Linked DNA regions of Danio rerio: regions 2 and 3 are each linked to region 1. A link is a contact called in public Hi-C and HiChIP or PLAC-seq data. All regions are on one chromosome and are shown on one strand. The core of a region is the stretch at or near the end of the contact, and the rest is flanking DNA. Distances in the headings are between cores, read along the strand shown. Region 1 holds the start of naf1 (nuclear assembly factor 1 homolog (S. cerevisiae)). Region 2 holds the start of parp12b (poly (ADP-ribose) polymerase family, member 12b). Region 3 holds the start of fbxo18 (F-box DNA helicase 1).

The links. Hi-C and Micro-C count contacts between places; a contact is called where the count stands out from the background. HiChIP or PLAC-seq counts read pairs in DNA pulled down with a chosen protein or histone mark.
Region 2: a contact with region 1 is called in an H3K4me3 HiChIP or PLAC-seq map of gastrula embryo, with 2.7 times the contacts expected there. The contact joins the promoter of parp12b here to the promoter of naf1 in region 1. A contact is called at or near these places in 1 of 18 Hi-C or Micro-C datasets (caudal fin) and 2 of 4 datasets of contacts at active chromatin or transcription factors (embryo and gastrula embryo).
Region 3: a Hi-C map of hematopoietic stem cells shows a contact between it and region 1, with 3 times the contacts expected there. The contact joins the promoter of fbxo18 here to the promoter of naf1 in region 1. A contact is called at or near these places in 6 of 18 Hi-C or Micro-C datasets (caudal fin, embryo, hematopoietic stem cells and 2 more) and 3 of 4 datasets of contacts at active chromatin or transcription factors (caudal fin, embryo and gastrula embryo).

What each region holds. Positions count from the first base shown.
Region 1 is chr4:10,564,515-10,567,909 of GRCz12tu, reverse strand. naf1 (nuclear assembly factor 1 homolog (S. cerevisiae)) reads right to left here and starts at 1,526. Exons shown (of 9, transcript XM_021475221.3): 1 at 1,441-1,526; 2 at 1-284. The coding sequence starts at 1,506. trnay-gua (transfer RNA tyrosine (anticodon GUA)) reads right to left here and starts at 1,852; the gene lies at 1,765-1,852.
Region 2 is chr4:10,383,132-10,386,526 of GRCz12tu, reverse strand. It overlaps parp12b (poly (ADP-ribose) polymerase family, member 12b), which reads left to right and starts at 1,479. Exons shown (of 8, transcript NM_001115086.1): 1 at 1,479-1,928. The coding sequence starts at 1,591. It also overlaps a transcript of glt8d2 not described here.
Region 3 is chr4:10,428,424-10,431,818 of GRCz12tu, reverse strand. It overlaps fbxo18 (F-box DNA helicase 1), which reads left to right and starts at 1,812. Exons shown (of 20, transcript NM_001045149.1): 1 at 1,812-2,004; 2 at 2,106-2,569. The coding sequence starts at 1,812.

The DNA of each region.
Region 1 (3,395 bases), core at 277-2,776:
CCAGACTGATCACTGGTTAAAGCATCTCTTATTAGTGCAGGTTGACCACCGGAGCTCTGATCTTCTCCTGTGAGTCCAGCATGATCACTGGTAAAATCTTCTTCTTTTACAAGTTGATGTTCTGAATTCTCTTTGCTAGATTGTTCAGGCTGAATGCTGGAGATCTGATCGTCTCTCTGTTCACTGGTGCATGGTTCATCTGTAGGTCCAATTAACACATCTGTGTTTTCAGTCTTGATATCCAGTTCCATTTCGTCTTTTTTAGATTTGGTCTCATCTTGATCCTGGAAAAGAAACAAAATTTGTGCAAGATATAGATGTGAAAAAATAGCAATTATTATTATTATTATTATTATTATTATTATTAGGGATGCACAATATATCATTTCAGCATCGATATCGTAATGTCATCATTCGCAAGTCTGGATTCAAATTCATAATTTTGCAAGTGATTTCTAAGGCGTGTGAGGGTTTTAAAAGCATTAAGGCCTAAGAAATTGTACCATTTGTACCTTTCTTAATTTTATAACCATCACTTTTATTGAATTGTTTATAAAACAAAGACCAAGTGGTATTATTTTTCTTTTGATTATTCAATTACTGTATACCTGAATACAATTTCATTCATTTTCTTTTTGGCTCAGTCCCTTTATTAATCAGGGGTCGCCACAGCAGAATGAACCGCCAACTTTCAGCTGCAACCCAACACTTGCAAACAAAAAAACACTGTTTATTTCATTTGAATCTTTTTCGTTATTGAACTCATCGACGCTGTTAGATTGTTTTTTATATTTTATGCACTTCCCTACAAAATCCACCCAAATCAATCTAAAATTATAAAACCATTCCAAATGGTTCAACTCATTTAGTAAAATTGTATTCATATCGCAGAATAAAAAATTGCAATATGAGAATTTTGCAATATCATACAATCCTAATCAGTATTATTATTATTATTATTCAGCATGATATTAACACCGTAAGAGAACATGTGGAATAAAACATTTTCTATTAAACTGATGTGATTCTCTTATGTGAGTGCACATGATCTTTGTCATTTCTCAAAGGTGCTGATGGTTGAATTAATTCTAATGGTTATTATTATATTTAGGGGGAAAAAAAACATTGAGTGTCTCTTTAAGTAATCAGCATGCAAGATTAAAGTTAACTCAGCAGGGTGGCGGTGTTACTGATGCCGTGACTTGCAATCTAATATATATTAAAAATCTATTTAAAATCTGAGCTGCATCTTCCTCTAACCTTACTAAGTTAGTCTACAGCTATTCATGCTTGATGCACATGCTCAATTATTCATCACTCAAGTTTAAATTATAAATGCACATTTTAGAGGATACAATACATATATTTAGTACCTACCAAGTGTGCCACAATGACTGTGAATGATAAGAAACACACATACGCATATAAAACATCCTTTACCTGGCTGTAAGTTGCGTTTTCTGTACTTGAATTCTCCATGTTTAGCTCTCCATGTGTGAACAGCATGAAGAAAGCGCTTCAGCTATGATTCTACGTCATCGGCTACACGTGAACAGGAACCGAAAAAAGCCTTTCAAAATAAAAGCCACAATATCTGTTGATAAAACAAAAGTTAAATGTTTAAAATATAAACAAAATAAGCGAACATTTGTATAAAATTTTATTCAACAGTGCCAAGCTAAACAAAATTTCAGTCATTCATTAATTACCAATACATAGCTGAAATTATACGCTTATGCGAGTCGTATGTTTGAAAAAACAATCTCCTTCGAGCCGGATTCGAACCAGCGACCTAAGGATTTCAGTGATAATCCGCTACAGTCCTCCGCTCTACCAACTGAGCTATCGAAGGGTATGAAATGACGTCAGGAGCAGCGGAATTAGTCGACTTCTTATGACTAGTAGAAACTCAGTTAGAGATATCTCTAATTACAATTGACTAGTCGAAATTCATTTAGAGATATCTCTAATCACAATTGTGACTAGTCAAAACTCATTTAGAGATATCTGCAAATATTTTTCAATGGAAGTCAATGGAGGAATATGACCAGTCACAATATATTTGCAGATATCTCCAATATGATTTCGTACTAGTACAAATGTAATTGCAGATATCTCTAATTGTCATTCTGACTAGTCGAATTATAATTATGACTAGTCAAAATATAATTAGAGATATCTCTAAATATATTTATGGATAGTCAAAACAAAGTAGTAAATGTTAAAACGGCTTGCCATAGACGTCTATATTCCGTGTCTATGCTGATATTTCGGTTAATCCGTAGTAGTTTGTTTGGAAGTTGACAGAGATTTCTGAAAGTATTATATTTCGCGGGGCTGTTCAGTGTTCATAATCTTAAACCAGGGCTGCCCAAGATCCTGTCCCTGTTCCCCCGTCTAAACTGAACCGCACTTACAAAAATGGCTACAGAGTTCGTTTCAATCAACCCCGAAGTCTCTAATGTGAACACGTTATTATTGTAAGCTGTATAAACCGAAGTAAATAAAGACACTCCTTCGAGCCGGATTCGAACCAGCGACCTAAGGATGACAGTGTTATGATACCGCTACAGTCCTCCGCTCTACCAACTAAAATGTACCACCAATAAATGTACTTTTTTAAAAATCTATATTAATATTTGATCTCTATTTAGGTTATATACCATTTAATATAACCAAATTACTGGCTGCTGTAGTATTAACAAGTTACCAGCAGATAGCGCTATTGGGCTTCACAAAAATTCACGAGGCTCAAACTACAGCTGTGCGCATTAAAACAGCACATCTGAACCCTTGTACATTAATTTCTTTTGAGCATAAATAATGTCTACATACACACTTACCATGATTTTACACGTTCAGAAAATGTCACTCAGTGTAACAGTTGCTTATTAGCAGAAGTGATGGTGGCATAATAAAGATGTTTGTGTTTTAAAAGGTCAAAAGTGTTGTGTATGTGTTTTGTTTTACATATTTTATCACGTGAATGCATTTATTCTTTTTCAAATTTATTAGAAACCTTAAGGTAGACACTTTACTTGAATTTAATACATTCTGTATGTATATATCGCTTTATTAGTAATTTAATAACAATTAATTTCACACCAATTTGTCCAAAATAAATATGTATTATTAGTATTATCATTATAAGTGTGAAAACACACACAAAATATTCTGTCAACAGAACAAGACGATAGAGATAATTTTTCCATGACTTTTATAGGACTGTCAAGTAAATTGTCATGACCTATTGTTTCATGGAATGCCTATATATATATATATATATATATATACACACAACAGTTCTGTCTGGTTCTCGAATCTGATTGGTTGATAGTCGTGATAAATTTAAGTAATATCAGGATCCGTACAGCTTCTTTACCTTTTGTGTATTA
Region 2 (3,395 bases), core at 230-2,729, 180 kb after region 1:
CTATTCCATTCTGTCTTATTCTACTCTATCTTATTCTATTCCATCTTATTCTATTCTATTAAATGATATTATATTATATTCTGTCTTATTATATTCTGTTATATTCTATCTTATTCTATTTTATCTTATTCTGCTCTATTCTATTACTCTGTTCTATTCTATCTAATTCTATTCTATGTTATTCTATTCTGTTCTATTCTATCTTATTCTATTCTATTCTGTTATATTCTATTCAAAATAGCCAGAGATCTATTTTTAGCTGTAATTGAGCTACTTGCGGTATTAACTATACATCCTACATAACCCATTATTATTGTTTTTAACTCAGTGTTATTCGTATTAAAATAGGTCTTGTGTTCATAACACTTGTTTGTATTTATAACACTTAGATTTATTGTTACATTAAGTATAATTAATACATATAAAATTAATAAACATATTATAAACAAAATGAAAGTGGCAGAAAAAAAGTAAATATATCTGCCTGTTTGTCTGTTATGGAGTCAGAACAGTCGCAAAAATGATACATTTGTATTCATAAAATTAGTAAAGTAAAAACACAATTCATAAATCCACAACTTTAATTCATAAATTCATCAATAGGGTATATGCAGAAGTATGCAGAAGGACTTTTAATTTTGCAGTAATCTGGGTCAATTAACTGTTTGCAGTTACAAAATCTGCACGTTTAAGGTCTGTTTTCCTTACGAATCAATGATCTCCACTGCCTGATAGATATACGATATAAAGTGGGTCTCAGATTGTACAAGAAGCATTACATTAAATTACATTTTCTCGTGCCATGTCTTTAAAATATGAACATTCATTTTGCTCCAGTATTTTCAGCTGTGTTTCTGCAGTAGCCTGCTGATACTGACAGGAGCATGCATGTAAATGGCTTTTCATCTCGGTTTACGCTTCGACAACTAAATGAATGCTGAAGTCTATTGAACTGATCATATTTTAATTACATTACAACATCGATGCTGTAAAAGGAATTGTATAAAATTTTAAAAAGTCACATTAACCGTTCACCGGAAGTTTATTGGTATGGGAAGAAAACAGTAGATGAGCAAATACCCTATTCAAATGTAAAAAGCAAAAATATTTCCCAAACGCTCACACATATCTTAAAAACATTTAAAATGGATTAAAATGGTTCTTGGGTTACTTTCCTCATGCATTTGTGAACATGTTAGATGTATTTATGAACCCCTGAATGTGCATTGGAAAGTGCTCCCAAGAATATGGAGTCCTTTAAATTTGTGTGGGGTATTTTTAAGACCTTTCTGGCAGGACATGATTCGATACAAATCTTTTTTTGGAGGAGTTGTGGATTTATGAATAGTGCTGTGCATTTATGAATTTTATAAACGCAAATGTATTGTTTTTGAGACTGATCTGGCTCCATAGTCTGTCCGTCATAGTTGTTTTCACGAGACTTTTATTTTGAAAATGATTGGCACTGGAAACTTGGTACCGAATCTTAGCACTACGTTATTGCAGTTTCCGCTTTCATTTATGTAGAAACGAAGACTCAAAAACATCGAAGTACAGTCAGACTGGAGCCCACCCGAGGCTCTCATCTCTATGTCCGATATGTCGGACTGCACTCGGGTCATACATTATGCGACCAGCATATTATGCAGCAATAAAGGCTCCATGGAAATGTCCCAGCTGCACCGGAGGGTCTTCCAGCGTTTTGAGATCAGCGAAGCAGATTTTTGGTACATCGTCAAGAAATGCGCCCGCTTCGTTATGGTCCAGAGCAGACCCGGAGAGGAGGATGCAGAATCAGACTGCACAGTTGTCGCCAAGACATCTCTGAGACTCTGCAAGAAATATTCCAAGAATGAATGTTACGAGTGCCAAGACTTGCACCTCTGCAAGTATTTTGTCTACGGGAACTGCAGATATGGAAAAGGAAGGTAAGTTTGAGAGAACATTTTTAAGCGGTATCTCTTTAATGTAAGATTTTCCTGTCATGTTAGTGAAAAATAAAAATATATGGTAATTAATAAAATGTTAATGATGTAGTTTATACATAAAATACACATGCGTTAAAGGGAAAGTTCACCAAATGACAATGTCCTCACCATTTACTCACACTGAGCTGTGGAAGTCAATAAACCGCTTTGTTTTTCCCAATTCTTCAGAGTATCTTCCTTTGAAAACATAAAAAGAAACTCAAATAGCTTGGGAAAGTGAGTAAATGATGAAAAAAAGTTCAGTTTTTGGGAGAACTATCCCTTAAATGCAAAATAAAATTGTTATTCAGTTATAAGTATTAATTTATTGAAATTAATGATGTCAATTTATTATTGTAGGTTCTGTTTAACCCATTGATCATTTTGTGTAGTATAGTTTTATGATTACTTGGCCTTCTTTGCTTTTGTTTATTTGTTTTTTTAAACGCTTATAAACATGCATTCAAATATTTTGATGCACTTTTTAAATGTATTTTTCCACATTTCAGACTGATAGTATAACAAATATGATTGAATTTAACTTGGCCAACAATTAATCATTTTTAAATTATTACAATCAATATAATTGTACATAACTGATTATTATTACAGCATTATTCATTAATAATAATACTTTTTCATTATAATAAAAAAATGCTTAAATGCTTCATATTTTCTATGGGGATATAAAATATAATGATTGATTGTTTAAAAATACAAAAAATCTGCATATTATATAGCATACACTTTAAAACGCAGTTTGACTACTTTAAAAAGTGAGTAAATCTATTGAAACTTGGAACGGTTAAATTGATTTTAAGTTTTATAATTATGCATATAATTTGTTTACTTAATCATTTTAAGGTAATGAGATTACTTGTTTCTCCTTTGAAAGCATGAAAAGGAAGTCAAATAGCTGTGAATGATGAAAGAATGTTCAGTTCTTGGCCGATCTTTCCCTTAAATGCAAAATAAAATTGTTATTTAGTTATTAGTATTAATTTATTGAAATTAATAATGTCAATTCATTATTGTAGGTTCTGTTCGACCCATTGATCATTTTGTGTAGCATATTTTTATGATTACTTGTCTTATTTTTGTTTATTTGTTTTTTTGAACACTCATAAACATGCATTCAAACTTTTATTTTTCCACATTTTAGATTGATATAACAAACATGATAGAGTTTAACCTGGCAAATGGTCAACGTTTGTTCATTTTTTATTTATTACAATCAGTATTAGGTTTCATTTTATGTAACAGATTATTATTACAACATAATGCATTAATAATAATACTATGTCATTAACATCAATAATAACACACAACATTGCAATTTAAATATATGTATTTTTCAACATAATTAGACTAATAATAATAATAAAAAATGCTTCATATTTTTAATGGTAGTATGAAATATAATGATAG
Region 3 (3,395 bases), core at 563-3,062, 140 kb after region 1:
AAGTTGATGCAATGTTAATAATTAACAGTTAATCTTGTTGTTAAAGTAGCTAAGAAGATGATAGCTATCATAGTGTGCATTAAAGACAATGTGTACATTACTCACACTTCATTTACTGTCCCTCCATTTGAGTTTCCTTCTTCTGCTGAACAAAAAAAAAGATATATTGAAGAATATTAAGCAGCAACTTTTGACTTCGATACTAATTTTGTTTCTAGTATAGATGTCAATAGCAAATGGTTTCCAACAATCTTCAGAATATTTTGTTTTGTGTTTAATAGAAGACAGGAATTCATAAAAGATTGGAAATGCTTGAGTGAATGCTTGAGTAAAACACAGAACTTTTCATTTCCACATTATAACAAGACAGTCTCTGGCAGAGCAAAGAGTTTAGTATATCTGTCTGCTGCCATCTATTGGATGCTATGGACCCCTAAACATGATCGTGTGAGGGACCTCAATATTAAAATGCAAAAGGCATTCATATAGTTTCTTGTATAAAACAATGTACACAATGTCATTCAAATAAATATTATAAAGAGTTTATATATATATATATATATATATATATATATATATATATATATATATATATATATATAAAATTATTTATTTCAACTCAATGTATTTATTGATTTGATTTAATTTAATATGTAATTATTATTTATTTAATAATTAGTTATTTATTTGTATTTTAACTACTTTACAATTGTTATATTTGTCAGATTATTCAATCATATATATGTTTGGTTGTATATGTTCAGTTATATCATAATAAAACTGTATAAATATTTTAACAACTAAATTATTTATCCTCTTTTTCCACTCTGGTTAAAATTGCCAGAATGGTTTCGACAGTGACTTAAATCAACTACAAACGAACAAATAAAATGAAAATGACAAAAATTTAAAAATCAAAACTTATTATATTACACTGATTGGGGGTTTTGAAGTAATTTAGCTTATTATAACCCATTAATTTAATCAGCAGTATTTTATTATCGCCATACTATTATAACTATTTATATTTCGATTTTTAAGCTAAATTAAAAGGGGCAGAAGTTAAAATAAGCTGAAAACAAGCTGAAATAAAATATGTTAATATTAAATTTCTAACGTTTATATTGTTAATTATGTTTATATCACGCTGGTGACCAAACACTGTCATCTTTTTTGTTGACATTTTCGTTGTATCTTACCGGTTCATTCTTCCTGAGCTGACTCCAATGCTTCAAGACTTTTCAAGAAGTTATTGATGTTAACTGTTTGTTCGGTTAGGAAAAACAATTTTGAGACGCAAAAAAGCATATAATTGCCTGAAACAGTCGCTTGTCGCCTTCTACCGGCGTAAAGATATATATCATACAGAAAAGTGAGCATGGCAAACGCGAACGTAGCGCTCAACCAATCAAGTGGACTCTAAACCACGCGTCTGTCCAATCAGAAGCAAGTATTATTAGAACTTTTATTTTGAAAATAACGCCAGGAACCTTTCATTTGTAGCGAGGTAGAGCGGAAATGGAGCCCTCCTGAAGTTGTTGTTGTGTTGTTTTCTGTGGAAGTTACACTTTATCGCACTGTGATTCATCATGGAGTCTTCCATGATAGGTAAATATTAACGATGACCCCCTTTGTGGGTTTTCTCTTTACACGTCGTGTTTGTTTTTGAGTAATTTAAATGCCTGTTCTATTGTAAGTAAACGAGCACACGCCTGCATTTAAAGTTTGCATTCAGCTCCAATCTCGCGACTCGTGAGGTGCATAAATATATGTTTCTGTGGTTTCCCCACAGTCATTCTGTGTATCTGCATATGTTTCCAATAGGAAGGGCCAAACGCAGGCATCTGGGGCCCTCAGAATGTAACGATCTGGCTCAAAGCAACACTGGGAGCCAGTCTCTTACACAGCCATTCAGTGTCAGTCTCAACAACAGAGATCCAAACCAAAGACTTCAGCCTAGGACACCCACGAAAAGAAGAAGACGTGGTACTGTCTCATTCATATGTTTCTTTTGCATCTTTATGCATTTTGTATGGGGGGTTGAGTGTAGCTACTATGAATATTTTCTTTTTCAAACATTTTAATTTATTGTTTTGGCTATTAAGCTTCAGATGGTGCAGGACAACAGAAGGGCATCACTGATTTCTTCTCCGTCACTGGAGTCATCAGTTCCAGCCCGCAAAAAGGAACCAAAACTCCTATAAAGAATGAGGAGGAGGAGGAAGAAAAATGCATCCCACAAGAGGAAAATGTTGAAGAGGACTTCATGGAAGGAATCACAGAGGACATGTTTGATGATGACTTTGAGATGGAAATTGTATCGGTCAAAAAAGAGCAGGCGGAGGTTGCTGTGAACAAAGGAGACGAAGAGGACTCGGTGGAAGCTCTTCCTGATGCCCATTTTGGGCTGCTGGGAGTGCGGGGAGGGCAGGAGGTGCCACAGGGTCACGTCCAGGATCTGCCCGAAGAGATCCTAAGGGAAGTTTTCGCTCTTCTCCCTGCTCAGGATCTCTTTCAGCACATCAGTCTGGTGTGCCGTCACTGGAGAGACGTGGTCATGGACCCCAAGGTGTGTCTTTCAAACATTACACGCTAAATTACTGTCATTTTAAACACTAATGCTTTGTTGCTATCCTTCAAGCCACCAGGACCTACCCATTTATCAACAAGATATTTTTGATTCTTTAAAATTTAATGTTATCACTTATTGCTTTTTAACAAGTACAGATATAAAGACACATTTTCTTTATTATTTCATATGTTTTTTACACTACATGATGATGAGGCTTTATTTACATATCTTTATTGGAAAACAGCTTTTTTTCAATAATCAATAAGTTGTATATATACATAATTTAAGCAGGTATTTATTTTAAGTTATAATTTGTATTTTACTTTAATTAAAAGTTTTTATGTATATGCAATGCAATACAATATATGGTTTCAGCATCGATATCACAATGGGTGAATCTGCAATAGTCACGTTGCTGGATCTCAATCGATTTCAAGTGAATTTAAGCGATTTAGAGACAAGCAATTAGAAAGTTTCCCACTTCAAAAGAGATTAGTTTTGTTAAATTATTTATATTATATTATTATATTACATTATTTTACATTTTAATTATTGAATTTCTGTTCGTTCGGACTCCAGTGGAAACCATAAAGTGCTGTTCATTTTTTATTTTTGGTCGATTCTCCTTATCTGTGCTGTCATTGATTTAATTTTGTATAAATATTTTATAGTTTTGTACATTTGATGCAGATGCACTCGCACACAATTTCCTCCCAGTCAATGTAAAATTGTGAATTCTTTCCAAAGGATCATCTTCTGAAATTATATTCATATCCCAATATGTATAGCAGAAAAACTAAATATTCAAATGTCATTTTTTCCA